Linked DNA regions of Mus musculus: regions 1, 2, 3 and 4 are each linked to region 5. A link is a contact called in public Hi-C and HiChIP or PLAC-seq data. All regions are on one chromosome and are shown on one strand. Each heading gives the region's core, a stretch centred on a gene start, on an enhancer-like site or on the middle of the called end of the contact. The rest is flanking DNA. Distances are from core to core; before and after follow the strand shown. Region 1 holds the start of Antxr1 (anthrax toxin receptor 1). Region 2 holds the start of Prokr1 (prokineticin receptor 1). Region 3 holds the start of Bmp10 (bone morphogenetic protein 10). Region 4 holds the start of Gkn3 (gastrokine 3). Region 5 holds the start of Anxa4 (annexin A4).

Region 1 (5,375 bases), core at 808-3,307, 540 kb after region 5:
ATTCTACTGAATCCCTTCCATCACCTGAAGAAATTCCATTTATAAGTTGGACCAAAATATTCAGTCCAAATTATAGATTTAGGCCACCAGGTTATGCTCACAGCACCAAGGCAGTCCTCGGTCTGGGGAAATGATGCTTTTGTTTGTTCAAGTTGCCCCGTGGGTCTCTTGGGATTTCTTGGGCTATGGCTTTTGTTGGTGTTGTTTGGTTGTCTTTTGAGACAGTCTCAGGCAACCCTGGTTGGCGTCAAACTCCTTGCGTAGCCTAGGAGCCCAGAATCACCTTGACCTCCTCCCAACTGCAGGGCTTCCAGGCATGCACCACCTCCATCACAGTGAGTTTATGGGGTTTGTGGTGCTAGGGCTTATACGTTCTATAGCATCCTGCTGACTGAGGCACAGATCCAGCCCCCAAGTCCCCTTAGAGGGGCACAATGGGGAGCACCTTTGCCTCCAGACACAGTCCCAGAGGCTCCCCAACGCAGGGGCTCCAGTTCCCACCTGCTAAAGGCACAAAAGATTTTCCATTTCTTAGCCCAGCCCTGAATTTTCAGTATCCACCTTCTCGTAAATCTGTAAGAAAGAGACCTCGCTTTTTAATCCAAAGTACCTGGAGCTCAAAACAGCCTCTACGGAAAAAAATCAAGCCCCAGCAGCAACTGTGAAGCACATTTGGTGTCCAGCGGCCAGCTTATTTTTCAGGACTCTTGTTCCAAGTCCCAAATACTTTCCAGTCTGTGAAATTCACCTCCCTACCACTGTAGCTGCAAGCGCCTCTCCTGGCACTGGCACAGATCTAAGGAGCCCGGATCTTGAGGCACTTTTTATTGTTGTAGCCGCTTTTCAGCAGAGCGCATGAAGCTTACTTGAGTAACTGTGGCTTTGGCAAACCCTGTGGGGATCTGGAAAGTGTCGAACTGGACTTAACTCAGTTCTTCCTTAAGCAAAGTTCCTTTTAGTAAGGAGTAATCTTGCTGGTTTCCCTGGCAGCCCATCAGTCAAAAACCATCAGCCCAAATTGATCTACACCTCAGTTCTGAAGGCAAGGGGTGCTGGAGACATTTGCCAGCATTTGAAAGCATTTTTAGTTAACACCAATCAGGCGGAAGAGTGGCCTTGTGGCTGGCTTCTGTCTATAGGGTAGGGGGCAGAAATGGTGCTTAGAGCCCTTAAGCGGATGGTGAAGTCTGCACAAAAACTAGTTGGAACCCCAGAGGTGGAGAATCCGTGCCTTGGACTTCCACAAGTGCCCCGGGTCAACAGGCATCATGCCATGGAGAACAAAGACTGCATTTTTACATTTTGTAAAAAGAGGTGGCTAATTTTGAAGAATACCCACGTCTCCAACTTTGGAAGTGTCTGCAAATTCTACTTCTGGTTGCAATTCCTTCTCCCAAGATTGGAAAGCAATAAGACAAATAGAGCCAACTGCATCCTCCCTGGACTCGCAAGCTCCGGGCCAGAGACAGCAAAGAAAGCAGGCTAAGCATTTCAGACGCCCCGCAGTTGAGGACCGGCGGCCAGCTGTGGTGCGCCCTAGGGACCGCCCGCCCCAGAGCAGCATCCTCCAGGCACTTACTTGTCCAGGATGAAGTAGAGGTCGAATCCTCCGTAGCAAGCTGGTCCCCCATCCTCGCGGCGGCCCCCGTGTCCGGCGCACACGAGCACGAGTGCAGCCACGCAGAGTCCCCGCAGGCCCGCACCCAGGCGCCCCGCGCGGTCCATGCTGCAGCCGGAGCGCTGGCCTCGCTGGCGTCCGTGTGACATCAGGGGCGCGCCATACGCGGCCTGGGCTCCGGTCAGGTCCCCCGGCTCTCAGCAAACGCCCGGAAGCAATTGTTCAGAGAAGTTCAAGGATTTCGCTTTGGTTTCCGCTGGTTCTGAGCCCGGGTTTCGAGTTTCAGGGACCCAGGGCGTTCTGCTGTGTGGAGCTGCCGGGATAGGGCCACCAGGCCGCTCCCAGGCTGCGCTTGAAGCTTTGCAGTCGAAGCAGTTCCGTCCCGATGGCTCTTTGTCCTAGATTTTAAGTATGATGGGGTGGGTTTTCAAATTGTTCTTGGTTGGGGCAGTGCGGTGTCTTTGCTCCCTCCCTCCCTTCTTTTTTTTTTTTTTTTTTTTTTTTTTTTTTTTGGAAAAAGTCTAAAGAGTGCCATCTTGTGGCCAAGGGCGGCGAAAATGTTGGGGTCCCCTAGACCTTGGCTGGGGCGGAATTGGGTGGGGACTTTTGGCAGGGGATAAATCTTAAGAGTTTTCAGGTGAGGTGCACGCCTTTAATTAATCCTTCCTTTTCGTCTCCTTTCTTAACTTTTCCACGGCCAGGTCTTCATCCTCTCTAACCATCCCCCAACCCCCATGCCTTCTTTCTGTTTTGCTCTTCTGTATCTGCGGATACAGTCCCTGTAAACATTTGATGAAAACTCATTTCCTTCGAGCAGGGTGACTCCAACTCCAGGCCAGGACTTTGCAAACAGGAGCCTTTGTGCAAATGAAGCACAAGGCTTGATCTTACATAGTTTTACTGCAGATCACAAAGGGCTCTGGTTAAAATCTGCACAGACAATGCCACCGAATGTAGTTGTTGAGGTTTGGAACAGCCAAGGCATCTAGATTGTCCGCATCTCCACGTTTTAGGGAGTCTTGTGGTAACACCAACCCTGGTGACTTGTTTGAGGATTAACTGTTCACTGCTAATTCTCCAGTGCCTGCTAAGCCTTCAGGTGACTGCAGCCTCTGACACCCAAGCAGGCACCTGACCTGGCCCTCCTCTGACTCCCAACCTTGGAAAGCAGGCAGCAGTGTTTGCCTGTGCTCTGAGCTGCTGGCTTGGGGGTGGTTTGTTACTCAATCACAGGTAACTAATACATGCCTGTTATTAATTTAAACACTGGAGAATTTCTGTAGGAAGAAAGTTGATTTAACAGTTTTCCAGGCATGCTTGTTCATAAAATTGTCTTCAGGTAACACCTACTAGCACCCACATTTTTGAAGTTGCTGTTTGCAGGAAAAAAAAAATAATTAGGAGAAGTAAAAATACTCAAACTGACTACAGTTGCTTTTTCTATAATTTTTTTACTGCCTCAAACAAGGAAAACCCATCTTGGCCCCACTAAGCTCTGTGATAAGAAAGAGGAGGGGATCTCTACAGAAGCCAGCTGGACCAATGAAGGCTGGAAAACTAGGGGGTGAGGGGCACTGGTCCAGGACAAGGAGGAACTTGGGGACAGTGTAATAAAGGAAGTGATCTGAGCCTGGAGGATAGGGTTTACATGTCCCTACAGGGAAGCAAGGGACAGGAGAAGCTAGCAGTTCAGAACATCTCATTCTCATGTCCTGGGTGTCCTCTGAGCTCTTTAAGAGTTTGGGTGGCAGAGAAATGCCTTGAGAATATTATGGGGTGGGATTGGGGGTGGTCTAGAAGGTCTGCCTGGGAGAGAGCAAAAGGTCGCTGATAGAGCTCCCTAAGGCCAAAACCCACCATTGCATAGAACAGGTAGAGGCTTAGGTTCCAGAATGGGCAATTTCATTCAAAATGTTTACAGAGAAGTGAGGATTGTAGAAGAGTGTGCCCCCCTCCCCCCACACACACCTTAGGATAAATGTGGCCCTAGAGAGGGCAGAGAAGTAGCTGGAGTCATTCGGGTATTGGAGTGTACTAGCTACCATGCCTCTCTGTCAAGATTATGCAGAGGCCTTTTGATCCAAGAGGATCATCTCCAGCTTGCTGCTGCTGCTCCATTCTCTTCTTCCTTCCCTTCTTCTCCTCTGCCTCTTCCTCCTTCTCCTCCTCCTTTTCTTCTTCCTCCTCTTCCTTCTCCTTCTCTTCCTCCTCATCCTCTTCTTCTCGATCCTCCTCCCCCAGCTACACAAGTAAAAGCTAGGGTGTGAAAGGGTCTCAACAGTCCACGTATTGTGGGCATCAGGAGAATAAGCCCTGGGAAACCTCCATTTACCATTTGACATTAACAAATTGTCAGTTTTACAGTGAGAGGAGGAAGTGATTCAATCCTGTGCTGTGCCAGGTCACAAAAGAACAAGGAGACAGTTTTTGACTATTCGGACGTTTTGTCTGACATAGGAAAACTACTTAAGGATTCTAGAAATCTCCAGTCTTTGTTTTTCAAGAGATTAGAGAAATTGCCTTCAGACTGCAGTGGCAGCTTCTCACTGACCCACTCCCTGTGGACTCCTTCCTCCCATGATGCTTCAGCCAAGTTGTCAGACACCTGCTAGGTGCTTCATCACTCTCTCATGTTGCTATGTAATCTTCCCAGAATCTCACTGGGTACCAACATGCTACTTGGATTATTGACAAAGGCTCTAAGAAGGACTCCAGACAGTACAGACAGAATAAAATTTAGATTGTTTCTCTTATAGATAGTTGCCAACAATGTAGACAATTCTAACACATTCATGTCACATTCATGTCACCTAAGCCCACTATTTATAGGTTCTCACTAGTCCCTGGACCACACACTTTGTGCAGAAGGGTCAGGAGAATATTTATCAGAAACAACTTATCTTCTGGAACAACAGAATTCTGAAGAATCTGAGCCATATTGGCTTTGGTGGTGGGATAAACAAAAGTACTAACAATCAAGCAAAGTCCAAGCTCTGAAGCTACAGGAAGACGCCATGAGGGCATCCCAGAGGCCAGACAATCTACAGCTTCAGCCCAGAAATGGTCAGAAATGTTCAACTCAGGAACATTAATACTTGCCCGCCCCCAAGCCAAGCTGAGTCTAGCTTCAAGGAAGTGTGATATAAAATAGCTTATGGTTCAAGCCAATGCACCAGCCCAAAGCCCTCTTAGCAGCCTTTGCAATGCAGAGACGAAACCCACTTAAGAAGGAATGTCACTCAACTATGACTAATCCAGAGCCCTCCAAAGAATAAGCTCATATGGTAGATGGGTCAATTATAAGCCCCAAACAGAACCTACTGAATCTGATTCACAAGCTAGCTCTGCTAGGGTCACATACTATCTACATTAATCTTGGTTTTCTCACCACTTGGGACAAACAAAGCAACAAGGGGGTCTTTAAATAGGAAGGGATCCTATCTCTAATGGTGGCAAGGACTTGCAACAACTGCTCACATTACATCTAGGGTTAGGAAGGAGAAAGCAATGGATGCCACAGGAGCACAGCTGGAGCCCCAGCCTGTGGAATGCTATCACCTACTGTCAAGGTAGGTAGTAACTGTCAATGCCACTACCTACTGCCTTCCTACTTCAACTGACCTAATATAAAAACTCCCTCACAGGCACGATCAAAGGTTTAACTACCAGGTAATTCTGAATCCTGTAATGTCAGCCATCACTATTAACCCAGCCTTCTGAAGAACTCATTCTTTGGCCTTTGCTATGCTAATAATTT
Region 2 (5,231 bases), core at 2,406-4,905, 800 kb after region 5:
GCTCTGAAAGTCACTTGGTAAGCAGGTACTTGGCTGACTGTACCCTCCACTAGGCTGACTTATGTTCCTTGACTATGTGGCTCAGTGCTCCAGGGTCAGCGACTTATATTGAGGACCTCAACATACCCACTGTGGTGCCAGACCAATGTCCAGCCAGCTGCTGACTCTCAGACATCCTTCTCTGGGGAAAGGAGGCAGGAGCTCTGCTCCTCAGTGGTCGTAAAGCCAGGCTCTTTGGTGTCCCTTTCCTTCGAAGCTGACCTTTCTCAGGTCATCCTACCCCCAGCTGTATTCCAGCAAACTTGCTGTGACTTTGAGCCCAAGTCAGACACCCCAGGGCCCCGAGGCCATGGAACAAGGAGAGCCTGTGCTTTAGGCTCCCTGGATGATGAGAATGGCAAATTGTTCATGTCAAGGAACAGGGGAAGCCTGACTAATCCCTCAGGGAAGCTGTTCATAGACCATAACAAGGTGCTTTGTAACTAGAGTCAAAAGCACAAAGAAGCTTGCAAAGATTCCCTAAAATCATGGTGATCCTGGCCCATTAGCACAAGTGTATGCAAACTGAAACATCTAGGAATAAGAAAGGCACGCAGACTTGGTGTGCCAGGGCTGGCTGGTATTCATCCATAGGAGGCCTCCCCTTTTTGGAGGAGTAGATGGGGGTGGGGTGGGGGAGGACTAGGAGAAGAGGAGGGAGGAGAAACTGTGGTCAAGTCGGAAAGTTAATTATTTTAAAAAAGAAAGACATGCAGAGGCTCCTCTCCCAGTCTCTCTCCCCATCACTAGAGCAGATCTTGTACTGTAGCATGATGTGTGGGGTGTGAGGTGGGATTAAGTCACCATTAACAAAAGCCAGCAAATACAAGCTCTCTTTCTGCCCCACCTTTTTGTTCAAACCAACTCCTTCAATTTCATTTAAGAAAGTTAGTACTGGGAGAAGGTCTAGATGAGTTAGGAAATTCCCTCCAGACTCTCATGGTCCTGCAAGAAGTAACTCCTTATAACTTAGTCTTACCCCTCAACACTTCCTCCTACCTGTCTAAGTTGAGATCGGGCACATCTAGGAGAACATCCACAGAGACTGATCAAAGACTTCCCTATTGCCTAACTTCAGGCTTCAGCTGCCTCCAGCCCTGACTACCACTAGATGTCCAGTCAGTAGGCTTTTGAGTCCCCATGGTTCCCATTTATGGGTAATACAGTCACATGTCATCAGCACGCAACTATAGGAAAGGGAGAGGCAAGGCCAACACCCCCTTCTCTCTGTTCCTCTGTGTGGTACTCACCTGTCAATGGCAATGGCCAGTAGGGCGTTAGTGGAGACGTAGAGGGAGACGGTACGCAAGTAGTTGACAGAGGCGCACAGGACATGACCATGCTCCCAGGAGAGCTGGCGCACCACATAGTAGTCCATCTCAAAGGGGCAGCACACGATGGCCACGAGGAAGTCTGAAATGGCCAGGTTGGCGATAAGCAGGTTGGTGAGGTTGCGGAGCTTTTTGTAGCGGGCCAGGGCAGTGATAAAGATGAAGTTGCCGATGCCACACACTAGCATGATACCCACCAAAGCCATGCCAATGACAATCTTGGCAGCAAAGAAAGTCCGAGAATTGGTCACATCTTCCTCTTCATCCAGGGGCATGTCATAGTCACCGTAGCTGAAAGTGAATGGTAACGAGCCGGTTTGGGCTTCATGGCCATCGAGTGCAGAAAAGAAGTCGGTGAAGGTGTCTGTGGTATTCTCACCCAGAGCCCCGACAGTGGTCTCCATCTAGGCAGGTGCACACCCCTGGAGCAGTCCCACTGGCATCCGCAAGGTTGACGACTCCTCTCTGCAAGCACTTGGCTCTCCCTCGGTGAGTCAGATCTTTCCAGCCAGCATCTGCGGGACCCGGTATCTGAGTTCCATTTTCAACCTTCGAAAGACATACACACAATTGGTTACATGTTGGAGGGAACTTTGGATGAGTTTAAAATCATCCTGAAACCTATGCAGACCCATTAGCCACCTGCTCACGGCACACACAGATAATGGAGTGGAAGAAAGGGCCAGTGAGAGAACCCAGGAGAATGCAAACCACATATCCACTCAGCCGGGGAAGGCTGGAGGGCCGGGAAGACAGGCTCCAGCTCCATTTATTTCCACTCCAATGAAAACCAAAAAGCTATGCTCTTCCTCAAGCTGCGAGGGTGAGACGGTGGAACGCAGAGGAGGCCTGTCCTAAACCCCAATCCCTGTGTGAACACCTGAACTTTGTCCTTGTGGACAGCCCCATTCTGAGGTAGCAATAGCTGCTTCCCACAGCTGGAAAGAAAGGACTCGTCTTGGGGCTCAGCATAGCACAACTGCAAATTCACAGAGCCCTGAACACAGAGAACCGAACCTGGAGCCTCCGTTTACAGAGCCCTCCTACTGGAAGGCTTCTGCAAGCTTCCTGTGTCCCTGTCAAAAACCTGCTGTGGCTCTACAAGCTTGGCACACTATGTGCCAAGGCTCGTCCTAGTCGAAGGTCACAGTCACAAGCTGTCACTTAACCCAGAGGGCTAGAAGGGAAACCTGAGAGCAAAACCCCTTGGTGAGAGGTGTGTCCTCAGGTTAACAGCTTAAACACGCACGGTTTTCAGTTTAAACACGCAGGGTTTTAACATCCTCCAGGCAGATCGATACTGTCTGTAAAGATCAGAGCTGTTGGAGAGGCAGTGAGTGCTATGCCCCAGAACCACCCAAGTCAGTGCTCAGGCCTCCAGGCCAGCTGCAAGGAAGGGAGGGAATCCTGGACTAAAGACCAGCATCCCGCAGGGCAGGGATGGGGAGAGAGGGTCTGTCAGTAGTGAATCTCCCTCCTGACTTTTCCTTACACCTCTCCCAAGGCATCAGGCCAGGGAACTGGATATGGGAGAAGATCGGGGTCTGGAGTACACCCTAAATGTCAGAAGGAAATAAAATTGCTCAATCTGAGATCCTGGGAAAGGGAGGAAGTAAGTTGTCCCCAAGATTTGCCCCAAAAGCCTGCTGCCCAGTGATAAGGGGGCAGGGCTGAAGTCCCTCCGCACCCCAGGAGGTTCGTCCCACCTGAGCCCTCTCACAGTTCTTTCGTAGGCTTTGCCCTTCTCTCCTGGTCAGCTCAGCCCCCCCCCCCCCCCCCAGCTCTGCTCCCATTAGATAAGAGGCAGAAGGCAGAGCTGAGAGGCCAGCAGACGCTGCCCGGAGCCCAGGCTCATCCCTTCTGAGGGGTACCTCTACAAGCATGCTGCCAGCTCGGCTCAAAGTTAGGATTTAAAGAAACGGTCCAGAATCGCCTAGGAGAGAGAGACGGTTGGAGGACTTGTCCCCTGGTCTTTCCTGGAATTGTTCTCGCCCTGGGGAGCAGCCCACTACCTTATGTCCTCTGCTGCTGGGGCTGCAGTCCCCAAGGACCCTCTTCATTCACCTAAGGCTGTGAGCGGGCAGTCTAGGCTCCGTCCACCCTCTACACGTGGTTCTCAGAGCGTCTCCGGGGCTGTCGGTACCTGCGAACCAGAGCGAGGATCTCAGACGCTCCTCCGGAGCTCTGCAGCAAGGGCTAGGAGCACCTCTGTCTTCTGAGGGTCTTTCCGTGCTCGAGTGGCAGCTGGCCTCCTACTACTTCGGCGGACGGACACACTGAGCAGAGGCTAAGGCCAGCCAGCCCCGCCCACAGCACGCTGTCTCCGCCCCGCCCCGATGTTCCCGCCCATATTCAGTGATCTCCCTCCTGCTGTCTCTCCACTTTCCTCTCCCTTCTGTTCCCATCTTTCACTCTCTATCCCTCACTCTGGGGACAGGTCCCTAAGTCGAGTGGAACTGAGGATGCTGAAGTGTCAGGATGCAGAATGTGTGGCTCCGTGTGTCGCCTGAGCACCAACTCTAAGGCGACCCTGCATGGTGTGACCAGGCTCTGCCTTTCTTGAGCCCCTGGCACCTCGAGTTCACTGGCCCATTGCCGCCCGAGTGGGCGGACTGGTCACGGGAGCTTGGCGCCTTCAAAGGACAGAGAATCCCTTCCCCTGCTGTTCTCCCTGGCTGGGAGCGCTCAGACCTCACCCCTGGGCTTATCTCTGCAGCCCTCAGCTGAGAGCATTGTCTGCTGCCTGGCCTCTGTGGTAAGCTCTTAGGGATTTCTGGAGAATGGATTCAGGAAGGAAGCCTCTATGCCATGTCTGCTCAGCAGCATGACCAGGTTTCCAAGTGTTAAATAGGAATCACCATGCAGCCAGCAATCCCATCTAAAATACACGACTGGAAAAAAAATTGAAAGCAGGAATTTAGGTATGTGTACACCGATCCCCACAGCAGCTCTAGTCACTGTCATCAAAGGGCAGAAGCAACACAATGTCAATCAACTGATACAAAGAAAACAAAGGAGTGTGTGCATATCTTCGCAGTTTACTAAGCCTTCAATGTGTGTGAACTGTAACAGGTATAACTCTCGTGTGCAGTGGCAGAGGTGTAAAATGGCGTGGCAGCTGTGGGAAATAGTACAATGCTTCCTCAAAAGAAAAAAAAAAAAAAAAAAAAAAGGCTTTCCCTACCACCCAGCATCTCCACTCCAGGTAATTCCTTAAAATCAAATAAATACAGGGTCTCAAAAAAATCAAATAAATACAGGGTCTCAAAAAAATCAAATAAATACAGGGCCTCAAAGAGATGTTTGCAAATTCTGTTACAGTGTGGGCAGCCCTGAAGCCACGTGTATTAATTATTTTCCTCATTGCTGTAACCAACACTGGACAAAACCGGCTTGTCAAAGTAAGGGTGAGGTTAAGAAAGGATGCAATCAAAACACAAGAAAATCAAGAAGAGGGAAGACCAATGAGTGGATACGTCATTCCTCCTTAGATTAGGGAACAAAATACCCATGAAAGGAGTTACATCGACAAAGTTTGGAGCTAAGACGAAAGGATGGACTATCCAGAGACTACCCCACCCGGGGATCCATCCCATAATCAGCCACCAAACCCAGACACTATTGCATATGCCAGAAAGATTTTGCTGAAGGGACCCTGTTATAGCTGTCTCGTATGAGGCTATGCCAGTGCCTGGCAAATACAGAAGTGGATGTTCACAGTCATCGATAAGATGGAACACAGGGCCCCCAATGGAGAAGCTAGAGAAAGCACCCAAGGAGCTGAAGGGGTCTGCAACCCTATAGGTGGAACAACAATATGAACTAACCAGTACTCCCAGAGCTTGTGTCTCTAGCTGCATA
Region 3 (5,664 bases), core at 3,056-5,555, 640 kb after region 5:
TTCCTGTCTTTGCCATCCGCTAGGGTTGGAGCGGCGCCAGATATGAGGACAAAAGAGACATTCTCATGAGACTTCTCCCTGATTTCAGTTTCTCTTTTATAAAATCTATCCATCTGAATTTTGTGTAAAGAATGGCATAGGTAATTGATATTTCCAATAAGTGATCCCTTATTGTTTATCAAATGTTGTTTCCTCATTGAGCTATGGTATCAGCTATTTTTGTTTTTGTTTTGTTTTTGTTTTTAGTTTTGGTTTTTTGTTTTGTTTTGTTTGTTTTTGTTTTTTGAGACAGGGTTTCTCTGTATAGCCCTGGCTGTCCTGGAACTCACTCTGTAGACCAGGCTGGCCTCGAACTCAGAAATCTGCCTGCCTCTGCCTCCCGAGTGCTGGGATTAAAGGCGTGCACCACCACCGCCCGGCTATTTTTTAACCAATTTTTCTTACTTGTAATCTTTCCCGAGACTCTTTCTGTCTTTTGATCCATACCTACAGTGCAGCGTTGTTAGGAATGCCACTGAGTTTTGACAGATCTTAATCTCCCAGCTAATTTCCCCACGTCTACAGGGATGTTTTCAATCTTGTTCTTCAAGCTCTCCTCTCTCAGGAGTCTTGGGGGTGGGAATGGGAGCAGAGATGTTCACCCAGAGCCCCCCAAATCAAGTAACACTTGCTGGCAAGGACATTGATCAATAAAACCTTTGTTAGGAAGAAAAAGCATGGGCAATCTAGTCACAAAAATGATTTGATATTGTAGAAAATTTTGAGTCTTACCTACTTACTAGCCATTAACTCTATTCCTATGTTTGTTTTTGTAGAGTGGAATGCGTGTCCACACTGTCCAATATGACAGCTACTAGCTGTACTGATCAAATAGTATTGAATAATAAAAATATTTAATAGTATACCTATGGAAATGCCAGCAGTTGAAATGAAGTGAAAATTAGATTAATGGAATGAAAATCCAATTCTGGCACTGCAGCTGTGGTTCAGAATCCAGTATCCAGGCATCTCAGGGGCTGCAGTGATGGATAGAAAGTTCTAGCTGACAGCACTCCTAGCGAAGCTCTTGAGCAGGAGAGTAGCAGATCATTCATGATAGAACTGGGTGGAACATGGGAAAGAGAGGTCTGTTAACAGTGAACAAGTAAAACCTTGTAGCTAGAAAAGTGGCAACAATTTAATAGTGAAAATTAACGAATAACAGTCATATCTGGGTATCCAACCATGTTTGTGTGTGTGTGTGTGTGTGTGTGTGTGTGTGTGTGTGTAACAATATCTATCTGCTGGAAACATAAAAGAAACACATAAAAAATGAAATATTTCTACTGCCATATGCCAAAACAGACAAACCCACCATATAGCTTGTTAAGTGTTTTTATCATTACATTTGAGATGTATCACAAAGTCTTAATCATATCTGAGTAAATAGCCAGAGGAATATCTCGATCTTAAGGTGTGATTCAAGGAAGAATCGCTCCAAGAACCTAGCACCATCTTCAGGGGCTCCTAACTCCATTGTCCTCATGCCAGTCAGGGGATATTTACCGGTTGTGTTGTTTACAGTCTGACCATGATTCACAGGAATGGCAGAAATCATAAGGATGTTGTCCATTGTATCTAATCTTGGACTAAACAAGTCCTCTAAGACAATAAAGAAGTTCAACACTTGATCCTTCCAGCTTGTAGAGTTGTGAAACTAAACACAGAAGAGTTTGCACCAGCTTAAAAGCAGAAAGTATAATTTGTCCTCTTTTCCCTAAAATACTATAACTTTTATATAGTTGGCTTAGCAGGAAAAGTGACATTTAGCTCATGATGATTATAACATACTCCAAAGGTGTGGGATGCAAAATGATAAGATCAGTTCATAATAGAGGAAAATCGAAACAACAGAAGTCGTGTGGGGACGGACATTCAGCTCCTTTGGAGTCAGGTGAGAGTCACTGGGAAGAGATTTCTAGAGAAACTTACCTGATAAAGAGACGCTACATCAAAACGAAAATGCATCTCAGGTGCAGAAGACAGAGGTGATTGCTGTTTCCTGCATGCATGCACAGAGCCCTGCCTCTTCCTGGTCCATGCATCACGGGCCTGGTGCGTAAGGACCTTCCCTGAGCCTGTAATTCAAGATGGTGTAGGTAGTGGGCTGGAACTGCTCTCGTTTTCCTAGTAAATCAATTAACCAGCTGGAGATACTAACACGTTGTTGGAGAAATCGTCTAACTCTTTAGTTTATTACCTTCTCTGTCACCAAACCAAGGGAAACCAGTGAAATCTCTACTGCATGTTTTTCTGCATGGGGTGTGATGAGCTCAGAACCATGGTGTGTGTGTGTGTGTGTGTGTATGTGTGTGTGTGTGTATGTGTGTGTGTGTGTGTGCTGTCCTCTGACCTTTGAAATCAGTGCACCCCAGGAACTGGAGTGCAGCCACGTGTTCCAAGGTCCTGTGGCAGTTGCACGTACTTGCCTGCCATTCAGAATTGTGGAGTGTGCGTTGACATGTGTGTGTGTGTATGCAGATAGGCAGGTGCTTGTCCTGATCAGCACATGATATAGGAGGCTTGCTGTAATGCTTTTTGGAACCTCGTGTTAAAAATGCATCAGCAGTAGATTGGGCTGTGGGGCTGTGGGACCGTGACCCACCCATGTGTGCACCTCCTCAGGTTCGATCTATTTCCAATCTGCAATTGCCATGTGCTACTTAAGCAGAAACAGCCATCAAAACACTGGATTTCAATCAACTGCCAGACAAGTAGACAATCAGCAGCTACTAAAGATAGAATCCTTCCTAAGACAGCTTAAAAATTACTGTAAAAATCTAGGGAAGGGGAGAAAGAATCCAATGGTGACTAGAAACTTTGGTGGTGAGAATGGTAAATGGGGATGCTTTAGCTAGCCTGTTAGGGAGAGAATAGAAAAGCTTAGCCAAGAAACTAAGCGGGTATCCGAGTGCACCAATGGTTTAGGCACTGTCCTCAGAACACACTGAAGGCTGTACAGGGAACGCACCGAGCAAGCAGAAGAAATTCCATTATAATTGTCCCTGCAGGAGATAACCCCTTGGAGCTGTCTACAGAGCCAAGTGACAGCACCTCCCGCTGCCACCAATTAGCATGGCTTCAATGGTCAGCCTGGCTTGTTACTCCTAAACTGGACACACACTCAATTGTACCAGCCCCACACCCCACCCCTTCCCAAGATGCTTGGCATTTTTCATCTGTTTCGTGATGCTGTTTGCGAAGCCCATGGAGTTTTGGACTTAGTTTTGAAGGTGAACTTGGCAGAGGTTTTGGTCAAGTAAATAACAAACATAGGACCTGAATCCGCATCCAGACACCGCCTCCTCACTGACTACCCCTGTACAGGTGGGCTGGGGTCTAGTTGCTATTGCTGTCCATTCCTGGTCTAATTGGAATCCTGGTTACAAAGTCTGGAAGTTTCTGTTCCACAATAACCAGACTGCCTGGGCTTAACTCGAGGCTTCATGACTGCACAGGTCAGTGGCTTCTGACCAGCCATGGGACCTCGGAGTCTATGCACCTGACAGGGATGAAAACAGGGTTATCAGACAAAGCACATTAGATGGTTTCTGAAAAGTTCTTCAATATGCTACACTCCGAAACTGACTGTAGTCGGTCGCTGGCTTACCTTCAGCCTGATCAAATCTATAAAAAATACAAAACCAATGACCGTGACATTCATTCTTTCCTGTTTCGAAAAACAAATGCCTCGAAACTTGTTTATGAGTCATTGATGTCTACTTAACTTGGAGTTATTGGCTATTTAGTCCATCTTTGGACATGTAAGCCCCATCCGTGAATCAACACACATCACTAATGATTTGCATTCTGTTGAGTCTTAACATCTGTCATACACACGTGCAAAACTGAATCCCATAAGCCCGGAATCCAGACATTCCTACCAAAGGAAGCTAAATGGAGGGAAGGGTAGCAGAGCCTTTGCAAAGACAAAATTGTCCTATCTCTCGCCAGTGTCAGAATGTAGAAATGTTTACAAAATGCTCATTAAAAGAAAAAGGGGTTGCAAGATAAAAATGAAATCTGGTGTACAAGTTTACACTGGGAAGATAAGAGAGGCTAGGCCCTATAGGGGATTTTGCTATCCAATTACTGCAACCTGACTTTTGGTGGGGAGGGGGGAAGGGGGGAAGGGGGAAAGGGGGAGGAGGCGGAGGAGGGGGGAGGGGAAGACAGAGGAAGAGTTTCCATACTTGTGTCGTGTCCAGTGACACAAGACATTTACACTCCGCAAGATAAAACTGCCAGTTACAGCCCAGGGGAGTTAAGCCTTCCTAGGTTGGCCTGGGAGCTGAGCAGAGAGTCATGGGGTCTCTGGTTCTGCCGCTGAGCGCCGTCTTCTGCCTGGTGGCTCACTCGGCTTCTGGCAGCCCCATTATGGGCCTTGAGCAGTCGCCCCTGGAAGAAGACATGCCCTTCTTTGATGATATCTTCACGGAGCAAGATGGTATTGACTTCAACACACTGCTGCAGAGCATGAAGAACGAGTTTCTCAAGACGCTGAACTTGTCGGACATTCCTGTGCAGGACACGGGCAGAGTGGATCCACCAGAGTACATGCTGGAGCTCTACAACAAATTCGCCACAGACCGGACCTCCATGCCGTCTGCTAACATCATCCGGAGCTTCAAGAACGAAGGTAGGCTGGCTTGTGCGTACACACGGGAGGCTTTGGCTTTGGCTTTTCTCAGGAAGAAATAAGGAAATGTCCCTGTGGGGGTGATGTGGGAGAGGATGCACTCGTGGAAACGCATGGCTCGGACACAGTGCATCGACTGTACCACACGATCCTCCCAGAACTCCAAAAGTGCTGGAAAATATCTATTAATGAAAACCCACAGAATACCCATCATTCTGATATCACAACAGGTTCTTGATGTCATTTTAACCTGGACACCATATATCAAAAAAACGTAAATGTTGATCTTCCATCTTCTCTACCATCTTCTAGACAGGACTCGATCTCTATCTGGTGTTGATAAGAATTAGTCAACTATTTTTTAGATCAAAAACAATTAAAAAAAATAGAAATTTGGGCTTTTTAGTGTGTTCGAACTCTGGGCGAGTTTTCATTTCTGATTTCATTTGATCAGTGTCCTGATAGAACAGAACTGTATTTGGGAGATTCTTCTCATAGTGTGTTGTGTTTAATGAGCCATGTTCCCATATTCATATAATCCATATAATCATTGCTTATAATAAGACTCCAGGAAGTGTGCAGGCCCAGCTGATTGTGACTGTGTCTTCATGAAGAGTGATACACATATTTCAAATTATTCATTGGAAGCTCTTGGAAGCAGAAGGCAGTGGCACAAAACAGCTCAGGACCGCTGAGAGCTGGCTGCCTTGGGAGGTTGTGAATAACTAGCGTAAGTGATTGGAGCACCCACTTCCTCCTGTAAGCAGAAGCTGCTTAGCGCAGATGAGGGAATCACAGGCAGCTCTAGGTAAGAGAGGGTGCATGGTTAGGAAATGCTGGACAAACCATGACGACTTTCAATGAATTACTTAATATTCTAGGCGCTGGAGTGAACATTGAGAGGATATTCCTCAGACACCAAGATAGTATTTGCTGTTAAAAATTCAACCTATGGCCGCCATTTGTACTTAGTAACATATTGCGGG
Region 4 (5,462 bases), core at 2,054-4,553, 600 kb after region 5:
CGCCTCAGGGGTGCAATACCCTGCTAGTCTGACCGAAATGCGGAACATCTCAGAAGGGCTGCACTCTGGATGCCAGAGCACAGGTCAGCTTCTGCTCCTGTCTCCTCTGCTCCTCCTGGTGAAGGTTTTATCTCCCAGGTAGGGTAGGATGGTAATACAACAATGTGGATGATCTTAGGGGCCTGCTCTGCTACTCTAAGGCTCTTGAGAGCCTCAGTTTGTTTGTTTATTTTATCAATAAAGCAGGAGGAATAGCCTTTCTTCTGTGGAGTTGTCATGGAAATGAGGTGAGAGCTGAGGTCCTCACTGCCTGGGGGAATGTTGTATAAGCTGCAGAGGGCTCTCTTGAGTACCCAGGGCAGTTGGGAGGCCTCAGTCAAGACTTGGGTTCTAGAGCTAGGTCTGCCTGCATACCTCTTCCTTGTGGTCTGTTATTTGTTCTTCCCTGGCTTGGATCATAGCTGCAGTTTGCTGCTGCCGGGTCTGACAGAGCCCCAGGTACAGCTGCAAGAAACTCAGCCTCTAGATCAGTCGTTTTCAACACACTGGCTCTGACCCTTTGGGGGTCAAATGACCTTTTTCACAGAGGCTGAATATCAGATGTTCACATTATAATTCATAACAGCATGAAAATTACAGTTATGAAGAAACAATGAAATAATTTTATGGTTGCGGGTCACTGCAACATGAGGAACCATATTGAAGCATCACACTAATGGGAAAGTTGAGAACCTGGGCTCTAGCAGTAATTCTGCCTTCCTTGCGCCACCTAGTGGCCTACTGTGGAATGTTTCCCTGAGGAATTTTTTTTTTTTACTTGGCTTCTCATAGCATCCATTAGAGGCAATCTGTAGTCCGGGAGGATTCAGGGAATCTCCTTGGGAAGTTAAGAGTCAGGGAGGTGAAGAGAGAGAAGGCGTTAGGGGAAGATAACCTAGCGGACGCGGGGAGAGTGGAGAGGACACCTTGTGTCTATTCTGAGTCTTCCAGTGTGCTGGAGAGAATGTGACAGAGTGAGGAGGACCTGGGTGGCAAAGGGCTGAGTGGGGAGGCTGGGTGGTGACTTCGTTCCATCCTTTAAAGTCCCACTAGGTAGGAGAGGCAGCTGCTGGAGTTGTTTTGCAGATTTGGCAACCGAGGCACGCTAAACAGAAAAATATTCTCCGCGGTCACAGAAGATTTTATTAAAGAGTTCGGCTAAGTCACAGGGTTACTCTTCCTGGTTATGTGTCATCCTAAGGGGCCTCGTTACTGAAGGAGGTGGTGATTCATAGCCGCATTCCTTTAGAAGTCAACATTAGAAGACAAACCAACTTCTATAGCACACCCCAGTCCCTGAGGAAGACAGTGAAAAGGCTTCCATTTGGAGCAGACCTAAGAGCTCTCTTGTCCTTGTAATAAGTGCGTTTCACATCTTACGTTCTTGTAGTCCATGACTCCATCCCATTCACTCTGAACGCTGTTGTCTCGGATGCTGACCACACCTCTGAGGGCATCGACATGGATGGTCTGGGTCCCCACAGAGCCATCCAGAGGATAACTGTCGCTAGTGTTCTAGAAGGAGCAATCAACAATGAGTAAAGCCAGTGGCCCCAAGTGTCTATCTGCTCATCCTGTGCAGGGTTAAGGGGGAATCCATGAGAAACTACAGGAATAATACCCCTGGGTATTATCTTTGAAATGTTTCTGCTAAAAGACATAGGTAGACTGGACCCTCTCCACCATACTCACCGTCAGCGCCAGAGCTGGAACTAGAAAGACAGTCACAAGAATGGAAGGCGCAATCTGAAATGGAACAAAGGTCACTGTGCTTAGTCCTTGGCCTCTGATGAGCTTAGACTCCAGGGCTGCCTTGCTGGGGTCCACAGCTTTCACCTCCCTCCATCCCTGCAGAGTTCCCAGGTGTGTCAGGACACTATAGCTTACTGTGTTCACACAGGGTGTGCCTGCTGCTCAGGAGGCAAGGTTTTGTCAGTCACTCAAGGACACTCCTATGTGGCTTCTACTGTCAATCACTGGGATAGATTTAGCCAACCTGACAGGGTAGGATCAGCCTGGACCACTATAGCTCAGGCCTCCCACTCTTCCTTTTTGTGCTACCTCTCTACTTCCAGGGCTGGGCACATCCTCTACTCCAGCTCTTGATCCAAACCCCAAATCTCACAGTCAGCCCTATTCCGCCTCTGCCCACCCTCCATCCCCCCTGGAAACTGACACCCTCCAGGCTTCCTTTCCTCTGAATTCTCTTACCTTGCCTAAGAAGAAAGCTACTCACTGTTATTTGCATACTATTTTGGGGGAAATTATGTTAGAATGTACCTAGGCCTTAAAATATTTAAGTTGTTCAGTTCCTCTATGTGGTGTGCTCTGCCCATCAAGGGAGTTTTCTGCAGCAGACATTAATAAAAGAATAGGGGGCTGGGTTAAGCTAGCCATAGTTTCTTGTGTACTTGAGGCTGGCCCAGCTCAAGTGCACCCATCATGACAAGTGGGACTGGCAGGGTCCTCCCTTCTCTTAACATCCATGAAAAGTCGGCATCTGGCTTCAGTAACAAACGGGGCCCCTGAAAGTCAAAGGAAGCGGCTATTCTACAGTGTTATCATCACCACAGTGCAGTGCAGCGCAGCTGCCATAGACACAGAGCTGCAGAGGGTGAAGCTGCTTTAGTGAAAGCTGGATGTGGTCGTGCCTGCCTTGAATGCCAGCACCCAGGAGACTTAGATGGAGGATTTGGAAAGTCTGAGACAAGCCACAGCGAGTCAAAGTAGCCTGGACTACAGAATGAGGCCTTGTCTTAAAAAAGCCAGAGGGACAAAAAGCACTCTATCCCAGCTGGCCCCACATGCATCTAAGCTATTCCCCACTGGCAATTTGTAAATACGGAAAACCACTGCAGACAAGACTCCAGCATATGAGTATCTACCTGGCCTCCAAAGAGTCTTGACTTTTAAGAAATTAGTTATTGATTCCATTAGAGGACACCCTTCCTTCAGATTCTCCAAAACAGAAGTGCCAACAGAAGATTGCACACCCAATCATCGTTTGAAAATTCTGCCTGGGTTGATTTGAACAGTTCCTGGGGCAGGGAGGATCCAGACCTCCTTGGCTGGTCTGACTGGGATATATATATGCTCCACATTCAAAGTTAAAGATGTACTCACAAGGCGTCTCATGTTGTCTCTCTCCAGCGAATGCAACGGCATGCATAATACAATTTTCTATGATCCGTTCATTTCCCAAGTCTAGTTTATATAGACTTCAGCCTCTCAGGTCTCACTATGATAAGGGGCTCAGGGACTGGTTATCTACGATCCAGAAACCATTAGGGGGAAAGCTAGTTATGTAATTACGGTTATCATTTCCTTTTACTAGATCCGAGTGTTTTTCTTTCTCTCAATAGCTCGGCAGGTTCCAAGGCAAACACTGGATAAGAATAGGTCTTTGTGGCTCGTGTACTCCTGACCCCAGAGCCACTGTGTAAGGACTTATAAGCTGCTGATACAAAATCAAGGGGATCACACTTGAACTTCTTGATTTCTGAAAAGTATTCTTTTCCTAACAGTGAGAGCGGGTCGAAGAAACCTCATAAAACCCAAGAGACAAACTGATTTACAAGATTATTGATTGGCAAACAGTCTTGTCCCTTCCTCATCCAAACACAGATCACACAGTTTGCTCTGCACCCTCTGCCTCCACCAACTTCATCTCTATTCATTTCTTCAATGCCCTCTCTGTCTGACGTAGCTCAGGTCCCAGTGAACTCTCTGATGCTTGGTCCCACTAATGTGGATTTTCTGGTTTGCCTCTTCATTTCAGGGTAGTTTTTCTACCAAATCAAACCAAACCAAACCAAACAAAACCTTTGACTTGCTGCAGAACTACTGAGACATGAGGAACTCTGACCCTCACACAGTAGCACCAATTCAAGGGCTTTCACACACTTGTTTTTTCAAGCTCTGATTGGTGGCGCCCCAGACGTCTGGATGAAATTCAATTCCCTAGAGTCAGACATTTCTTTCAAGAGGAGGATTACAGAGATGACCCTGGGCATCAACGTGATCAGAGCAAGGAAGGCAGGCAGGCAGCTCAGCCCTGACTGGGCTCGGTGCAATTTGGCTATGGGAAGAGCAAATAGCTAGGCTTTGGAAACTGCCAGGTCACTCAGGGTTGAGATAACACCATAATCCCATCTGCAGTGTTCCTGATACTTTATAAAAAACAACACACGGCCCACATACTCAGCCACCACTGTGTCAGCAAAACAGATTACAGAAGATTACAAGGAAATATAACTACATGTGTTTATATGTGCCTTATAAATAGAACTTATAGGCCAATACCACAGTCATGATTTCAGCTTTGTAGTGCCAGTGGTGTGGGTTGGGAGGAACTGCGCTGTTAACCATTTTGCAAATGAAGACAGATTAATGGTGCCAATCACATTCAACTCCTACCTCTGCACTAGCCAGTACTATGACTGCACAGCTAAAATGTGAGTTCGAATTTCTGGACTTCAAAGGATCAAACTGTATGTATTTCCTTCCAACCACAATGTCCTTTAGAGTTAATTTATATTCAGCTGCAGATCAAAAAGGGCAAAGGTTCTAATTCTATGCCACCACCCAAGGTCTTCTGTGTTTAAGGGTTACTGTGTGAACAACTAATTTCGTTGGAGTCTCTCTTCAAGTGGGGAGCAGAAGCCATTCAATGGGCAGCTAGGTACCCCTCCTCTTATGCTAAGGAGCAGAGAAACCAAACTACAGGCAGCTATGTCCTAGAGGGAGAACCAGCAGGTGATCCCAAATGAGCTTCCATTCTGGAAAGATCTATGAGAGGACACCTAGCTAGGGCTCCAGACAGGAAGGAGACTCCAGTCCGTAAAGAGATGCAGAGAAATGGCCTCAGGGAATCAGAAAGCCTTGCAGAGGCAGCAACCCCTGCCCTTCACCAGTATCCATCACGAGGGGGCTCTAGCAGTCATTCAACTTTCTCCTCGGATGTTCAGTGAGACCAGTCTGGGGTTTCACTCCCTACTAAATGGAGTCTCTGTTGACTGATGAAAAGAAGCTATGATATTTTTAACAATAAAAGACCTCAGGCAACTGGAGTTAAAATAAGAGCATTGGACTGCTACTTTAAATAATGGTGGTTCAGCTGGTGACTAAATAATCTATCCACATTCAGTTTTGCAAAGGCCACTAACCATGTGTCAGGAGGAGTGGCCAAATCTGTTCAACCTTGGCCTCTTACTGAGCAACACGTTCACTGAGATGACGTTTAGAAAGTACCTCCTTTTGAGTTTACATATGATTTTTCAACATGCCTCAAGCTCTTCTGGTCCTCAGTATGACTTGGCTACTGCTGCCCCTTGCCTCTGCCTTCAGACACTTTCTAGTCTATCACATACACTGAGCACATCTGGCCTTCCGTCTTGCCCATGGGCCGCCCTGGCTTTGCTGAC
Region 5 (5,613 bases), core at 2,720-5,219:
GGAGAGAGAGGGGGATAGAGATAGAGACAGAGACAGAGAGAACTAAGTTTGGGCAGAGAAACGTCTGTTGTTAATCTGATCGAAAAGCAGATGTGACTGCTATAGCAGAGATTTGTCCTTCAGAATGGGGAGGCTTAGAAAGTTCCCCTTCACATGGAACATTAGCCTTCACATCACCTAGAACATGTAGTGTATGTTCTACACTACACACAACGTGTAGCAAGCAGAACATGACAGATCAGAGTCGATGGAAGATCACGTTTTCACACGTCATTCAGCTTAGCAAGTGTGTTCGTTTGTGAGTTTGTAAGGTCTGCTTCCTCACAGTGAAGTCCTGGTAAAACCTTTAAACATGCAGGTCCTGGGATCCCAGTTCATCACACTGGATCAGAATCCGGGACAGTGACCTGCAGAGCATGATGGTGCACACCTGCAGTTAAGTAAAACCAGGACACAGAGGCTGGGACAGAAGGATGTCAAACTCCAAGTTAGCCTGGGTTACACGGTAAGAACCGCTCAAAAAAAAAAAAAAAAAAAAAAAGAATGGTGCAAGAGCCAGGTGTGGTGGCACATGCCTTGAACCACAACACTAAGGAGGCAGAGGCTGCCAGATCTCTATGAGTTCTAGGTCAACCTGGTCTGCATAGTGAGTTCCAGGAGAGTCAGGGCTGTTGTCTTAGAAACAGGCAAACAAGAATGGGGCAAGGATCTAAGTAGTATTTAGACTTTCTAGGGGAGCTTGATGAACCCTGACGTTTGAGGAAGTATTAGGAATCTTTTATAGCTTTATCAGTACAGTTCTACAGAGCCTCTGCCCAGGCCTTTTCTGCAGTGAGAACTCTCAGCAGCTCTAACACCCTCCCTATGCGTCCCAAAAGCCACTTTCTCAAGTTCAATGAGCAAATACCCGTTATCATAAGGAGTTACTCATTCCCAAGCCCACATGCCAAGCCCTTCAGGAATTTAAGAGCCATTGATTCCTACCCCCACACGCACACACTACAGCTTCCCTTTTCTGATCAAAAAAGCTTCAGGTTTCTGTTGAGGCAGGGGATGCTGGGGATTGAACCACTGGTCTTGTGATCTTAGGCAAGCAATCTACCAGCAGAGTTACATTCTCATCCCGGCTCTACCTCGGTCAACTCTATTTCACATGGCACGTTGCCACGGAGAACGTTGAAGCAAAAAGAAAAACACAGATCAAGACTCTGTTAAGAAGCCAGGAATCCACAGCTCACTGTGAACCAAGTCCAGAGTCTCAGTTGGACTTGAGCCTCACCTCACTTTGGAGGGCCGGGACTTGAAGCCTTGCATCTTCAACTGGACCAGGTTATGAGCCCATTCCAGGCTGAGGAGAATTAGAATAATGTGATTAAGCTGATCACTACTCAAAGACACTCTGAGGAGACCATCTCAGTGCCTGTTAAACTCCCTCCATACTGCAAGAGAACAAACCACCAAGGTTTGGAGAAAATGGCAGCCCCAAACCCAAGCAACACCTCTTTGAAAAAAAAAGCTTAAAAGGTATGTAATTTTGGTGGCTAGAGACGTAGCTCAGTTGGGAGAGTTACCTAGCCTGCACAAGGCCCTGGGTTGGATCCTCTGCACTCCATAAGCTTAGGCATGGTTCCTTACATCTATAATCTATAATAATCTATAATCTATAATCCCAGCATTCAGGAGCAGAGACAATAGGATCAGAAGTTCGAGTACATCCTTGGCTATACAGGAAGTTTGAGGCCAGCCTGGGCTACCTTAGACCCTATCTCAAATTCGAAGATAAAATAAAGAATACACTTTTAAGGGCTCTCCTCCCAATTTTCCCTACAATTTAAATGTAAAACATGGTTTTAGTTGAGTAATTGGGTGAAACTGACACTTAAAGAAAAATCTGCTTACTCACTCTGTAGCTTCCCCCATTCCCTGACACATGACCCATCTCCAGTGCAGACCCCTCACCTTGCTCTCTCTTGGAGAGGATCAGGGTAGCCTACAACTATGCAAGCAAGATCAGGAAAAGAAAGGATTGGCTGGTCACAGACAAAGCAATGTGCCCTGGGATGTAGGGCTGTAGGACCAAGAGGCTTGCCCTGTGGGCACTGATGGCTGAGGGAGGACCAAGAGGCTCACCCTGTGGGTACTGATGGCTGGCAGGCACAGCTTGACCTGTTAATCTCCAGACTGCTTTCAGAGAAAAAGAAGATCCCTGACCAAAGCAGGGACTCCAGCTAGGAGGAAATCATCACCCTTTCCCTAATAGCTCTGTGTCTCTAGGACCACTGGGTGAGTGTACATGTGTGTGTGTGTGTGTGTGTGTGTGTGTGCCCTGAAATCAACAGAAAGCTGAGTTGACTGGCTTTGGCAAAATGGCCATCACTGAAGTTAGTGGCTCTCAAGTGGCTGTGGTAATCTCAATCTAGTTTTCAACCTCTCCTGCACACTCTTTACAAAAGCATTAAATTAATTAATTGTGTGTGTGTGTGTGTGTGTGTGTGTGTGTTCTCCAAGCCCACAATGGGGTGTCAGACACCCTGGATCTGGAGCTTCAGGCAGTTGGGAGCCATCTGGAGTGGGTACTGGGAGCATCGAGTGTTCTTGAACCAAGACCTCCAGCCCCTACCTACTACTCTTGTGTTGGTTTTGGTTTTTTGTTGGCTGGGTCTTTCTTTTTTTGAAGGCCAGATCTCGAATAGTCCAGACTACCCTCCAATATTACCCTGAACTACCGATTGTCCTGAAGTATGAGATTCTATTCCTTTTAAATCTAAAACGGGAAGCTTCCAAAAGGGTGTTGCTTGGGTTGGGACTGTCATTTTCTCCAAACTGTCCTCAAAGGCAAACGTACACCTGATTTATTTGGAGCCAAGGATAAAACCCAAGGCTTCTGGTGTGCTGGGGGCACGCTATCAACTGAATATATGCCTGGTCCTCTCTTCTTGTTCTTCTCTCCTCCGTTCTCTAGGGACTCACGGCCATAAATGGAGTTGCTTCCCACCTAAGGAAACAGTGAGTCTGGGAATGATGGGCAGAGGGATAGGTAACAACCGGCCATCCTATCCATCCTTCCACCATCCACTAAAGTGCCCAGTTTTAATGAAAGGCGCAGTTGCTTAAGGCCCAGAGTGCTCCTCCAGTAAATGGAGGCTTTCATACCCTTGAGGTGCACATTGAGCCAGCAAAGTGTTAAACCGCCAATTGTCTTAGGCGCCAAAGTCTCCAACTGGTCAAAGCACCGAGGACTAAGTTAAAATGTAGACACAGGCAGACACAGAATAAAAACTAAGAATAAGATGATTCCTGGGCGCCAGGCACTGTGTGGAGACCGTTCGCTACAAGAGAGGCGAGGAGCGCCCTAAGAAGACGAGAAAGCAAACTTACTTGCAAAAAGAAAAGGCAACACAAGTAGTGCTGGAGTGAGCTTCAGAGAATGTTAACTCAGTGGCTTATCCTCAGTGCGGAGTCCCGGGGGGGCTTTGACTCAGCAAAGGACTGCAGGAGTGCTGTGCACCGTGCGGCACTGCCTGCTCCTCCCCACGTTTCCCAGGTGGCTGCTCCGGTCCGGGACCTCACGCTTCCAGGGCGCGGAGCCAAGTGGCCCAAAGAACCCGCCTCTGGTCACAGCACCCGGTCCCTGAGCCCAAGATCCCCAGCCACAGTCTAGGACAACCGGCAGGAGCCCAAGATTCCCAGGTCCAAGCCTAGGACAGCGGGCGAGCCCAGGATCCCGAGGTTAAGTTCAGGTTTCCAGGCCCCAGCTGCGACCCAGCCTAGGATTCCCCAAATGAAGTCTAGATCTCCAGGTCCGAGCCTAGGACACCTGCCCGGAGCCTAGGACCCACACCCAGACCCCAGAGCCCGCGGCGGAGGTCCGGACCACTGCCCTAAGCCCCTTACCTCTGGTGCGGAGAAAGGCTCTAGACTACGGCGAATGCCACACCCTCGTCCCGGCCGATAGGACCCGCCCAGTCTCGGGGTGGAGACTGAGCCCAAGTTCCTGGTTGTCCCTTTGCCCACAGGAAAGTCCCTCCCCGGAGAAGCGCAGCTAGAGCACGAGAATCGCCCCCAGCACCAGGAGGGGCCTGAGGCAGATCACGCACTCGGCCTTTAACCCCACTGAGGACAGCGAGCCCACTCAGGACCCTGACCCTGCACAACCAGACTCCCAGGGTCTCAGCCTCGCGTCCTGCTGGGGTCGCACAACGTACTTGGGGCCTCGGCGCTCCAGTCTAGAGTGTAACTTGAAAAATCAGAACGTGACATCTGAGGACACAGTCCATGTCCTCCTTTCACATTATAACATACGTTCCAGAAAATTCTCAGCAGTTGCACGCCTCCCTTAAAGAAGACAGATGCAATCCTCAAAGTCAGGGGAAGGGTTCTCGGAGACAGGTACAGGTCACCGTTGGGACCGGGGTTAGAAGCAACTCTGGGTTTCCCACTAAACTTCCAACTGAAGCATTTCTTGGTTGCTAGCCAGCCTGGTTCTGGCTCCTTGCTGGACACGGAGGCACATGCCTCTTGCTACAAGGATAATGAATGCTTGAAGAACAGAGGCAGGTGCAGGCAACAGAGGCTCCACAGGCAACCTCCAATTTCATTTAACAAAGAATGGGTCGCTTTGGGCAGTGTTTGCTCTCTAGCCAACCAAAACCTAGGTGGTCATTATTTTAAATTGTATCAGCAACTGTAGCTAGAGGAGGTGGCTTATTGTGTGGTCAGGAGGAGGAAGGCTGAGGGGGTCAGGAGGAGGAAGGCTGATCTAGACTTGGGCCTGTTTTTTCATGTTCCAAAGTCTATATGTTTCTAAGCTTCCACAAGGGAAGACAAAATTAATCATGGTAATAGGAAGGACAAAATGAAGATTCAAGACTATTGTATCCTTTTAAAAGTAATTACATGCAGGGGAGGTGGGGTGGGGGGTGGATAAAGGTTAGTGTCTAGGAACTGTAGTTAGCCCACAGCTAAGCTGATCTTTATAGCAAGTGCAACCAGGCCACAGGCCTCTGATGTCACTTCTCCCAAAGTCTGCCCTAGCCCAGGTAGGGAAGCCACAGACAGAGGCTTTTACTATTACATATAAATACGTGTGCATTTTACTTATTTTATGTGTACAGATTTTTGTCTGTCTGTATGTCTACACACCAGCATAGGATCCCTTGGCTGCTGGGAATTGAAGACCTGTCTTCGGGGAAGACTCAGTGCTAGTCCCCACCTGAGTCTTTTATGGGAAACAAAGGCCAGGACTCCATCTGACCCAGGCTCATCTGGGATCTGAGGTCTGGGATCAGGGAAGGGCTGACCTCCAGTAGGAGTCTTGACTCTTTCTGAGCTCTGACAGGTGACATGCGACTTCTTCCAACAGATGGCAGGCTCTCCTGGGAATGCCCAGGAGTGCACTAACAGGGCATCTGCATCTTGTCTTACTTCTGGGGACCTGATCTAACCCAGAGCGACAAAACAATGAATAGAGCTGTTCAACTTAAGGACTCAGACTTCACACTAAAGATATCAAAATTAGGCACCACCAGGCACACACATGATGTACCTGCACACTTGCAGACAAAGTACTTGTATACATAAAGTAAAACAATAATTTTTTTATAAATATGAGAA

What was found. A called contact is a pair of places that touch in the nucleus more often than the background predicts. HiChIP or PLAC-seq counts read pairs in DNA pulled down with a chosen protein or histone mark.
Region 1: a Hi-C map of myocytes shows a contact between it and region 5, with 3 times the contacts expected there. The contact joins the promoter of Antxr1 here to the promoter of Anxa4 in region 5. A contact is called at or near these places in 2 of 484 Hi-C or Micro-C datasets (the N1E-115 cell line and myocytes) and 1 of 115 datasets of contacts at active chromatin or transcription factors (embryonic limb bud).
Region 2: an H3K27ac HiChIP or PLAC-seq map of embryonic stem cells shows a contact between it and region 5, with 2.5 times the contacts expected there. The contact joins the promoter of Prokr1 here to the promoter of Anxa4 in region 5. A contact is called at or near these places in 2 of 115 datasets of contacts at active chromatin or transcription factors (embryonic stem cells and pancreatic cancer cells).
Region 3: a contact with region 5 is called in an H3K27ac HiChIP or PLAC-seq map of bone marrow-derived dendritic cells, with 2.7 times the contacts expected there. The contact joins the promoter of Bmp10 here to the promoter of Anxa4 in region 5.
Region 4: an H3K27ac HiChIP or PLAC-seq map of bone marrow-derived dendritic cells shows a contact between it and region 5, with 2.4 times the contacts expected there. The contact joins the promoter of Gkn3 here to the promoter of Anxa4 in region 5. A contact is called at or near these places in 1 of 39 promoter capture datasets (the C10 cell line) and 1 of 115 datasets of contacts at active chromatin or transcription factors (bone marrow-derived dendritic cells).

What each region holds. Positions count from the first base shown.
Region 1 is chr6:87,333,718-87,339,092 of GRCm38.p6, forward strand. It overlaps Antxr1 (anthrax toxin receptor 1), which reads right to left and starts at 2,058. Exons shown (of 18, transcript NM_054041.2): 1 at 1,580-2,058. The coding sequence starts at 1,725.
Region 2 is chr6:87,587,088-87,592,318 of GRCm38.p6, forward strand. It overlaps Prokr1 (prokineticin receptor 1), which reads right to left and starts at 3,656. Exons shown (of 3, transcript NM_021381.4): 1 at 3,514-3,656; 2 at 1,290-1,919. The coding sequence starts at 1,774.
Region 3 is chr6:87,424,689-87,430,352 of GRCm38.p6, forward strand. Bmp10 (bone morphogenetic protein 10) reads left to right here and starts at 4,306. Exons shown (of 2, transcript NM_009756.3): 1 at 4,306-4,678. The coding sequence starts at 4,345.
Region 4 is chr6:87,385,632-87,391,093 of GRCm38.p6, forward strand. Gkn3 (gastrokine 3) reads right to left here and starts at 3,304. Exons shown (of 6, transcript NM_026860.1): 1 at 3,163-3,304; 2 at 1,732-1,785; 3 at 1,420-1,554. The coding sequence starts at 3,204.
Region 5 is chr6:86,789,615-86,795,227 of GRCm38.p6, forward strand. Anxa4 (annexin A4) reads right to left here and starts at 3,970. Exons shown (of 13, transcript NM_013471.2): 1 at 3,895-3,970.